Regions from separate parts of the Mus musculus genome. Here region 2 is linked to region 1. A link is a contact called in public HiCAR-type data. All regions are on one chromosome and are shown on one strand. Each heading gives the region's core, a stretch centred on a gene start, on an enhancer-like site or on the middle of the called end of the contact. The rest is flanking DNA. Distances are from core to core; before and after follow the strand shown.

Region 1 (5,172 bases), core at 628-3,127:
CCCCATACACGCCACACATGCACACACACTACACACACACACATCCTTTCCCTAATCTTGTGTAGGATGTGGTGGAAATAAACGCCTTTGTATTTTTGGCAAGCTGGAAAGGAGGGACAATGAAGGAGCCTTGCTCCTGGGCAAAGAGACAGAATTTGCCTTAGACTTGTTTTTAGTTTCACACTTAAAGCACACTGGCGGCAGGAACAGAAAAGGAGTGGATATTCTTCAAGGAATAAAGGAAACAGGAAACTGAACACACCCGAGACAGATGAATTTAGCCCGCCTGCACCCAGTCCTTGGAACCATTAGATTGCACCTTCTCTCTCCTGAGGGTGTCCAGGTTGAGAATAAATGGGGGCTGAGAAAGAGTCAAAGTTCTAGGTAGGAGTGGCTACTGGGTGCCGCTTCCCTCTCCGAAGTAGGTTACTACATTCATCAGGGAAATTTTCTGTTGAGTTATAATTACATGGCTAATTAAGAAAGGGATTATTAGCTATATTAGATATGCCATAAAGAGAGGCACATCATTTTTCTTTAATTTTGGAAATTCACCTTTTTTTTTCTTATAAAAATTCTCGCTGGGAAATTAGATATTTAGTATGTTTTCTTACTCCTCTTCTCTTACCTCCTCCCTTAAATAAAAAAAAAAATTAGAGACAGGCAATGTCTCCCTAAGTTCCCAAGACTGGTTTCAAACTTCTTCCTCAGTCTCTTGAGTGGTGGCATCTGGGTGTGTGCCGGCGTGACTGGCATTTCATTTCCAGGTCATCTTAAGTGAAATGAGTCAAATGTTTTGGTTTGTTTTCAAGACAGGGTCTCACTCTATAGCTCTGGCTATCCTGAATTCGTTATGTAGACCCTGCTGGTCTTGAACTCACAGAGACCAGACTGTCTCGGTCTCTCCAGTGCTGGGACTAATCGCGAGTGGGAGGGATGCTGCTTGAGCTTATATCTGCATAAACAAATGTCTCTAGGCACCACAGAAGTGCTCTACAAGGACAACTGAAGGTCGTCACAGCCACCATATTAATGCAAGATACCCAGGATTGCTTTTGAGTCAAAGAAAAAAAAAAAAAGAGATGGAACCAAAGACCATTATCTTTTATTAACTGCTTAACATCTGCCAAATGCTTTATGTCTCATTTAGTTCTCCCAACACTCCTGTGAGGTGGTGATGTACTCATTAAACGGGCAAGAAAACAGCTCGGAAAAGTTACATAAATTATTCAAAGTCCTGGAGCATGTTGGTCCCAACCTTGAACTGCAAGCTCAGGTCTTTTGACCCTGAATTCTTCTTCTTCTTTTTTTTTTCCCCCCTGAGGCAGGGTTTCTCTGTATAGCCCTGGCTGTCCGTGAATTCACTTTGTAGACCAGGCTGGCCTCTAACTCAGAAATCCACCTGCCTCTGCCTCCCAAGTGCTGGGATTAAAGGCGTGCGCCACCACTGCCCGGCCAACCCTGAATTCTTGTTAAAAAAGAATCTTCTCTACTTAAGATAACTTAACATCAAGTCAAATGTGTGTGTTTGTGTGTGTGCTTTATTCAACTTGTTTTGAGATTGTCACAGTCATGTCTCATGTAGCTAATGTAATGAGCCCTTACACCAGGCATAAAGCAACTCTACAGAACTTCATTTGTCCAGACCCAACTCTGTTTTCCAAAGCAAAGGCAAGGCAACCAGAAGGCTCCTCATAGTAGCAGGAGTTAAAATGCACCACAAAGGATTGCTCTGTCTTTTCTTGTTCCTTCCTCACTTCTGAGAACACAGACGTCACATGACAGATGCTGAACTTTGATACCATCTATCCTTAGACCTAGAGTGGTTAGGCATTAAGTAGGTCAGCACCTAAAAACAGGTCACCCAAATCAGGTGCTTGGCTAGTCAGCACAATGTCCCTGAGAGGGCTGGCTACCGTGTTTGCAGTGTTCAGGGTAACACCTGTGTATGAGTCTCTTCCTTCTTAACTCCATCACAGGAACAAGAGCATTGGCCTGTCCTGGTATTTTTATGAGGGATTGTGCCAGGTACCAAGCTTATTCCATGCATGTCTTTCACTAAGCCTTTCTCAGCCTTGTTACCTTGACCTCTAGAGCTGAAGAGGCTTTGTTGTGGGGGCCTGTCCTGCGTGTCTGTGATGGTTTGTATATGGTTGGCCCAGGGAGTGGTACTATTAGAACATGTGACCTTGTTTGAGTAGGTGTGCTACTGTGGGTGTGGGCTTTCAGACCCTCGTCCAAGCTGCCTGGAAGCCACTCTTCTCCTAGTGGCCTTCAGATGAGGATGTAGAACTCTCAGCTCCTCCTGCACCATGCCTGCCTGGATGCTGCCATGTTCCCACCTTGATGAGAATGGACTGAAACTCTGAACCTGTAAGCCAGCCCCAATTAAATGTCCTTATAAGAGTTGCCTTGGTCATGGTGTCTGCTCACAGAAGTAAAACTCTAGCTTAGACAGCATCTAAGGATAGTCAGCAGTATCCGAAACTTGCACTCACTAGCCACCTGCTGTATATCCGCTAATGGCCACAGCCAAGATTCTTGTCCTTATAAAGTATTGCTGTGGGGGCAAAGACAACCCACTCACTGAGAACTGTTTGGCTTCTACAGGCCTTTAGGAGGTAGTGCTATTGACCTAACATTATTGAAGGGATCATTGGCTCTGTGAAGTCAAAGGAAGATGTCTAAGCTACCATGATGGTAAGCTAACAGGCTCAATGGCTGTAGACCATCTTAAGGCATGCAGATGATTTCAATGCAGAAGACCACGGCAGTGCACGAGGGTTGCTTGCACATAGTAGATCACCTTAATGCACACATATAGCATTTATGCATGTTGCCCACCTCAAAGTATGTATCCTGCCTCAATGCATGTAGACAACCCCAATGCATCAGGCTACCATAATTCAGGAGACTACCTCCATGTATGCATACACCTCCCTGTGGGTATACCACCCCGATGCGTATGGATTGCTCAATGTATTTGGACTTCCTCCACTTCAAGGACTCTTACTCTTTGCATGAAATTCACATATTAATTTCATTGCTCCTTTCCCCTCCCCCTCCCCCACTCCCCTCCTGTATTCCACAGTGAAGATGGAGGAGTGGCAAGAAGTGGCCTTACATGACACATCACACAGAGCTTGTACGGGTCCCATGATCTTTTATTCAACAGATTAATTCCATTTTAATTGGAATTTTGGAAACTAATGAAAAAAAATTACAAGTGTAACTTGGTACAGTCTCAGGGTTCTTGAATCTGTCTGATTTAATTTTAACCAATTAGTGTGCCATTACGGAGGGATATTATGCTTAGAATCAATATTAAGCTAAACACTAATATTTTATTCAGTATTAAAAATTTATACAAATGGTAACACAAGTGCTTTCTCTAAGTGAGAGAAAATGCTTCCTTAGGGTGATTCCAGCAAGAGAGAAACTTGTATCTTTTTAGGAAACCATCGCTATTAAGTTTTATATAGGTTATTGCTTAAACGAAGGAGAGTTAATTTAATAAAACTTATTTTATTTTATAATATGTGAGTTTTTCAGGATATTAAACTTTCCTTTTCAGACCTTCAGTATAATCCTGTGTTAAGATGGTAACAGTCGATGCCTGTCCTTTAGGATCAACCTGAGCAGATCTACCTTTAACACTTGTCTTCATTTTAGGGTGCCATTTCTTTCCACCTTTTTTTCTTTATCTTTCCATTTGGGTTGTGTGGTGGCTAGTGTTAATTGTCAACTTGACAGAACCTAAAATGAGCTGGGGACCGGCTTGTAGGTATCCCTGTGGGAGATTATCTTGATTACTTTAATTGATGTGGGAAAACCGTGTAATTATCGTGAAGGGAACCATTCCCTGGGCAGGAACCTTGGGCTATGTAGTGTAGAGATAGTGTGTTGAGTACTAACTTGCATCCTTCCCTGCTGTTTTCTGCTGGCGGATGCCATGTTTCCAGCTGCTTCAAGCTCCCACTCTCTTGAGTAGCCTACCACAATGGGCTGTTCTTTGAGCTGCCAGCCAAATTAAAACTTCCCACTCTTAACCTGTTTTTCTCAGGATATTGTTTTATAGTAACAGGAAAAAAGTATTGCTTATACATCCTTTCTGATTTGTATATACTCCTAGGTTGGAATTTGAACCCAAATATGTCCAGATTCTGCTTTGGATGTCTTCCTGGCAAAGATGAATACATCTAGGTACCTTGGAGCAAGCCGAGGCACATACTGAACTAGACAAGCATCCAATAGCTGCTTAGAGATAGCTTTATTAGGCGTGATTTCTCACGGGATTCAAAGCTGTTTTCCTCTTAGTGTTCATTTCTAGCCTTTCACACTCCCCTGGGCAACATGCAGACCCTGCCTCCACACTGATTGCTATTTCTCCTGCTTACACAATTCTACTCTTGTCTCTTTGGTACGTTTTTTCAAGCTTCTGAGTAAGGGTGGACAGAACCATTTCTGTGGTATAAATCGATTATGGAACTTATTTCCCATCTTCTCTGTCAAATATTCGGAAGCTCTCTGGAAACTCTACCCTTTAAAACGTCCCTGACTTTGGGGATTATTATAGCTCACCTTTCAACCTTAGAATTAGAAGAATTTGGCATATATTTTTTTCTTTTTGGTGGTCTCCCAATTGGGCAGACAAGATCAATCTTCCTAACATGCCTTTTTATGAATCATGAAGGAAGATCGTCAGGTGGGAAGGTTGTAAGAGTGGGAGGGCAGGGAAGAACTGAGAAGAGGCAGGTCTTCTGGACATGTTAGGGTTGTGGTGCGGTCCCCAGAGGAGACTGCTAAGGCATGAGTTCACACCAATAGAAAGTCCTTATTAGCTGGGAGACTATACTAGGTGTTTCGGACCCCAGTGTATCACGGAGTCTTTCCCAGGGTGAGCTTTTAAGCACAAAACCATGTTCTGGGTTGACATACTTCAGTTAACAAGAAGTAGAACTACAGAAGCCAAACAGCAAAGTTAGTACGTTGAGAGACTTTCTCAGAGTTATGGACTTTGATGGATTAGCCCTTTGCTTCCCCTTTGGCAGGAGGTGCTGTCTACCTGCTAAGTTTTACAGCCTGAAGGGGACTTCCATCATGGAGTTGGTTGTGCTATGGCCTGGGGTCCTGTTACAACAAGACAGCTGTGATCTATGAGCTCACAGAAGG
Region 2 (4,787 bases), core at 125-2,624, 150 kb before region 1:
TCTTCTGGTGTGTCTGAAGACAGCTTCCGTGTACTTACATATAATAAAAAAATTTAAAAAAAGAAGAACTATGCAATTGAGAAACTAGAAAAAGTTACACACACAAAAATTTCAATATTTTAAGTAACTTTTAAATGTTGCCTTGGACTGGGGATTGGACTTGTGTATTTTATTGCAAAACCCACCTCCTTTCCAGGACACCCCACATGTTTTTGAGTAAATAAAGTCCCTGGGGAGAGGCACTCATTGCAGAGGCTTCAAGGCCTAAACAGATTCCATTTCTGACCCACAGTGAGTATTTCCAGAGTTGGGAGCTGACCAGAGCAGACTTGACCAATAGTCTGTGGAGTGTTACTCCCCAGTGTTGGGAGCTGATGGTCTTCTGGGAATGTGTGGAAGAGTGTCTCCATTTGCTATGGGTTCCTCTCGAAACTCATCTTGGAACATCTTTTTGTTGTTGTTGTTTCTTTTGTTTTTGTTTTTTTCCCAGACAGGGTTTCTCTGTGTAGCCCTGGCTGTCCTGGAACTCACTCTGTAGACCAGGCTGGCCTCAAACTCAGAAATCCACCTGCCTCTGCCTTCCAAATGCTGGGAATAAAGGTGTGTGCTACCACTGCTCGGTTATGGAATGTCTTGCTTTCCAAGGAAACATAGCAGGGGGACCCAGTATCCCGCACTCCCTAGCCCCGTGTGATGCCCAAACCAGGGCAGACTCCTCAGTAAATAAACAGAAGCGCTCAGGCATGCAAGCCAGTGGCATCAAAGCTGCAGTGCACCGAGAACACTGGAATGAACATCAGAGAGTGCAGACAACCCTGGAAAAAGCTTTCCCTCTTGTGATTCCCAAGAAGGCAAGGCGACTCTGGCAGATCTGCTCTCATACCAGCAGGGGGCGACAAGGACTCCACAGACACCAAGGGAGTCCTTGAGTGTGGCTTCTCAGGGGACAGTGATCTCAGCTAGCCAAGGGGCTTGCAGGGAGAAGGACCTTCAGGATTACTTAAGGAGGGACTTTCCTGCAGGTAGATTACTTGTGTAAACAGTTTTTCTTAAAAAGAAAATACCACAGACTCCTGGGCCGCCCCTTCTCGTCAATGATTCTGACTTGGGGAATCTGTAGTTTTCAACATTCCTTGGGTGACTCTAATTTTGAAAGGTTTAGAGGGAGTGACATCTTGCTTCCTCAGAAACGATCAGAAACGAGGACAGAGGCTGTGACCTTTAGTGACCATTTTTTGGAAGACTCAAAGTCATCACGGTCTGGCTTTCATAGCTTACTTCCCAGTAGTCCCTAGGGACAGGGATAGTGTGATGCCTGGGGCCGTGACTGGACCTTCTTTCTGCCCCTAGTAAGGCAGGGTTCGAACGCCCCTGACTAACATCCCACAGACCTAGTCGAGCTGCTTATCCATCTCAACTGGGAGCCTGGGTTATCTCACTCTATGCTACATGCTTTGATGACCTCATAATTCACACAGCGTGGTTTTGGGTGGAAATGAGACCAGCTTCTCTCTTGCTCATTGTGCCTGGAGCCTGGGACCGTTATACAAAGCCAAATCCAAGTGTCTTTGGGTGAAGGAAACTGACTCAGCCCAGGAGAGATGCTCTGTAAGAGGTGGTATCAAACGAACTCTACTACATTTTATCCAGGGAAGATACAGGTCTCTGAAGCTGGGCTCCATGCTGCATTGCTGTGAGGCCTCTTTCTGAACTCGGTGTACCAAACTGCACCCAAAACAGAGAAGCCAGGCCCCACTTAGCTCACATTTTCTTTTTACTACTGGTGCCTGCGGGCTCTGTGGCGCCGCCTCGTGGCTGGAGGGTATAATAGCACGATCGGACCTTCGGCTTAAACTGCTTATTCGGATATCATGAGCACACATCTTGTCTACGTTTCCCTATTTGTTTCTGTGTCCCAGGCCGAAAAGCTGTGAGCAACCAGATTTACAGGCTCAGGATTGTATCCGGGAGGAGGAGCCTGAGTAACTTTCTCCCACCCTCGGTCACCGTGATGGACGGCTTTGATCTCTCTGCCTCTGATCCTGATCTCTGAGCCCCCAGCCTGTTCTGTGTCCTACAGGCTCAAATTGATAACCCAAGTGAGTGGCGGGTTCCAGGATGAAGGTCCCTTCCGCTATTCTAATTTTTGCATTTACAACCCAGACACTGGAGGGCAAGGCAGGAGGTTTTCTGTAGTTAACCTCTTTCAAACAGCCTTCAAAATGGGTGAGTAAAGAAATATCCAACACCAACTGGCGTGTGGGAACTCTCCAAATCTGCCAAGCCCATGTGGGCCTGACTTAAGGCTCATCTCCTGGTAACTGCAGATGCAGTGAACTTTGGATGACTCCAGAATCCCATCCCGGGTTAAACTTTAGCCAGCCGTCAGGGTGGTAATTCGATGCACCCTCTGTTAAAAGGACCCTGAAACCTAACGCAGAGCCTCTGCGTACAGCGATAAGAGGCTTTGGAGGTGAGAGGGAAGGCATGTAGGCAAAGGATTCCAGTTGACAAGAGGAGTGCTTATCAGTAAGGAGAAGGGCACCAGGGTAGATTGCACTCAGAAATACCTGAAATTGTGTGACACAAGCCAAAGAAACTAGCCTTGAACTCAGAAGCCCTGAGCTGGCTCTGTCTAGCCTGGGGGTGGGGGAGGGGAAGTCTATATTTTATATGGATCTTGGGATCCTTGGAAGTCAATGCAGGGGGCACGTGGTGGTGGTGGTGGGGACAAGTCCCTAAGTTAGTTCAGGGCCCCACCTTGATACTAATCCTTTGAGTTAGAGAGTCTCCCTGGGTCTGCTCTCTCTAACACAAAGCTTGAGAGTGAGTTTTAGTTTTTAGACAGACTTGATTTCTAATCCTAACTCAGCCACTTTCTGTCTTAGTTAGGATTTTACAGCTGTGACCAGACACTATGACCGAGGTAATGCTTATAAAAACAACATTTACTTGGGGCTGGCTTACAGGTTCAGAGGTTCAGTTTATTATCATCCAGGCAGGCATGGTACAGGAGGAGCTGAGAGTTCTATTCTACATCTTCATCTGCAGGTTGCTAGGAGAATACTGGCTTTCAGGCAGCTAGGATGAGGGTCTTAAAGCCCATGCCCACAGAGATACACTTCCACCAACAGGCCACGCCCATTTCATCAGGCTACACCCACTCCAACAAGGCCACACCTCCAAACAGTGCCCCTCCTTGGGCCAAGCCTAGTCAAACCACTACACTTACTAATGCATGGGCCTTGCCTGTTATTTTACTCATTGTGATTCAGTACGGGACTCAAGTCAAGGGACAAAGGACTTGCTTTTTTCATGGGTTCCGGGGTCAAGCCCATGGTAGCTTGATCTCTTGGGCTCTGTAGAGCATCCTGATGGTAGGAGCCTGAGGTGATGGATAGCAAGCAAGGAGAATGTGTGCAGGCCCCAAGGCCATGCCCCTAGTGACTTACTTCTGCCTGACCCTCAGTTCTTTTCACACATCTCAACATTACCTCCAAACATCCGGGATCAATCCATTCTCTAGTCCAGAGCCCTCAGGACCCCTCTCGGACACCCCCAGAAGTGTGCTTCATTAACCCCCAGGTGGTTCTGTTGCTTGAGCCAATCAATTTGACGATCAAAATCACCCAGTGTTCTTGGGTAATTACCCACAGTGCTAGTATGAAGGTATTCCAGGTAGGAGGGCTGTCAGGACAGTTCTGGACTCTTGGAAAGAGAGGAACAAAGGATGCTTTGTGCTAGGGGAATGGCTAAGAGTCAGCTTGCTACCCCCCCCCCCCCACACACACACATCTTACCCTTCCAATCCCCTACTTGCCACCCTGGCTCATACTTTGCCTGCTCCACCAAACGGTTGGCTGCCTGAATGTTGCTTGTTTTCTTTAAGGATTTATTTACTTATTATATGTAAGTACACTGTACCTGTCTTCAGGCACACCAGAAGAGGGCGTCAGATCTCGTTATGGATGGTTATGAGTCACCATGTGGTTGCTGGGATTTGAACTGAGACCTTCAGAACAGCAGTCAGTGCTCCTAACGGCCAAGTCATCTCTACAGCCCTTCTTGTAACTTTGACCTAGACAGTGCATCTGGCTCTCCTTGTGCTTCCTCCAGGCAGAGGAGGGGCTGAGAATCCCCAGGTCAACTGATACTCTAGGAGGAGGCAAGGAGCAGGGTGAGAGAGGGCTCTACCATGGTCTACTCTAGGACAGCATCGTGAAGAGAGCTGTTGTGTGAACTTAATGTCTGCTTCCTTCAGATGGAGCTTCCCTGTGAATGATGCTTGGACCTTTGTGAGATCATCAGGTCAAGGGGCTAACAAAAAAAAAGGGAGGTCTATGACCCACAAGGTCACCCAGTGCAAATAAAGACCCTTCCTCCTCGCAGTCTTTATACTGGCTCTCTGTCCACTGCTTCCTCTACCCACAAACTCTACATTTCCAAACAGCCCTATGGGGGTCAGGGAGAAAACAGAACCTGTGGCTGGAGTCTCTGCCAGGCCTGAGGGCTGGGTTAAGGTAGAACACTGAGCTTACCCGGAAGAGATGATTTCTGGGAAAGAGACGTGGGTAGCTGCTTTCTGTTCTGATGATAAAATAGACAAAGAGGCCGAGGAATGGCTAATTAGAGGTCTTCAAGGCTGCCTCTAACTGTAAGACGAGACTCCTGGTCACTGCATGGATGCTTTGAAGACAAGGAAATGTGGGCAGACACCCACAGGCTTGGGAGAGGGTCATTCACATAAGGCACTGGCCTGAACTGAAAATCCACTCCTGTCATTGATG

The links. HiCAR-type assays count read pairs that join an accessible place to other places.
Region 2: a contact with region 1 is called in a HiCAR-type map of kidney, with 2.2 times the contacts expected there. The contact joins two enhancer-like sites. A contact is called at or near these places in 2 of 39 promoter capture datasets (the 3T3-L1 cell line and liver), 2 of 15 datasets of contacts at CTCF or cohesin (the NIH/3T3 cell line and large pre-B cells), 12 of 484 Hi-C or Micro-C datasets (B cells, Sertoli cells, bone marrow-derived dendritic cells and 6 more), 8 of 115 datasets of contacts at active chromatin or transcription factors (embryonic stem cells, fetal liver, fibro-adipogenic progenitors and 2 more) and 4 of 9 other capture datasets (adipose tissue, embryonic stem cells, liver and 1 more).

The regions. Positions count from the first base shown.
Region 1 is chr10:69,157,751-69,162,922 of GRCm38.p6, reverse strand. It overlaps a transcript of Rhobtb1 not described here. Among named protein-coding and RNA genes, the nearest start is that of Gm33263, 9.0 kb to the right of the region's middle. Within about 2 kb of position 1,877, at least 15 of the 459 cell types and tissues checked have an H3K27ac peak or open chromatin away from gene starts, as enhancers often do. A contact at or near this core is called in kidney, liver and pancreatic islet, where this site is marked.
Region 2 is chr10:69,303,423-69,308,209 of GRCm38.p6, reverse strand. No RefSeq gene overlaps it. Among named protein-coding and RNA genes, the nearest start is that of Gm40685, 6.3 kb to the left of the region's middle. Within about 2 kb of position 1,374, at least 45 of the 459 cell types and tissues checked have an H3K27ac peak or open chromatin away from gene starts, as enhancers often do. A contact at or near this core is called in kidney, liver and pancreatic islet, where this site is marked.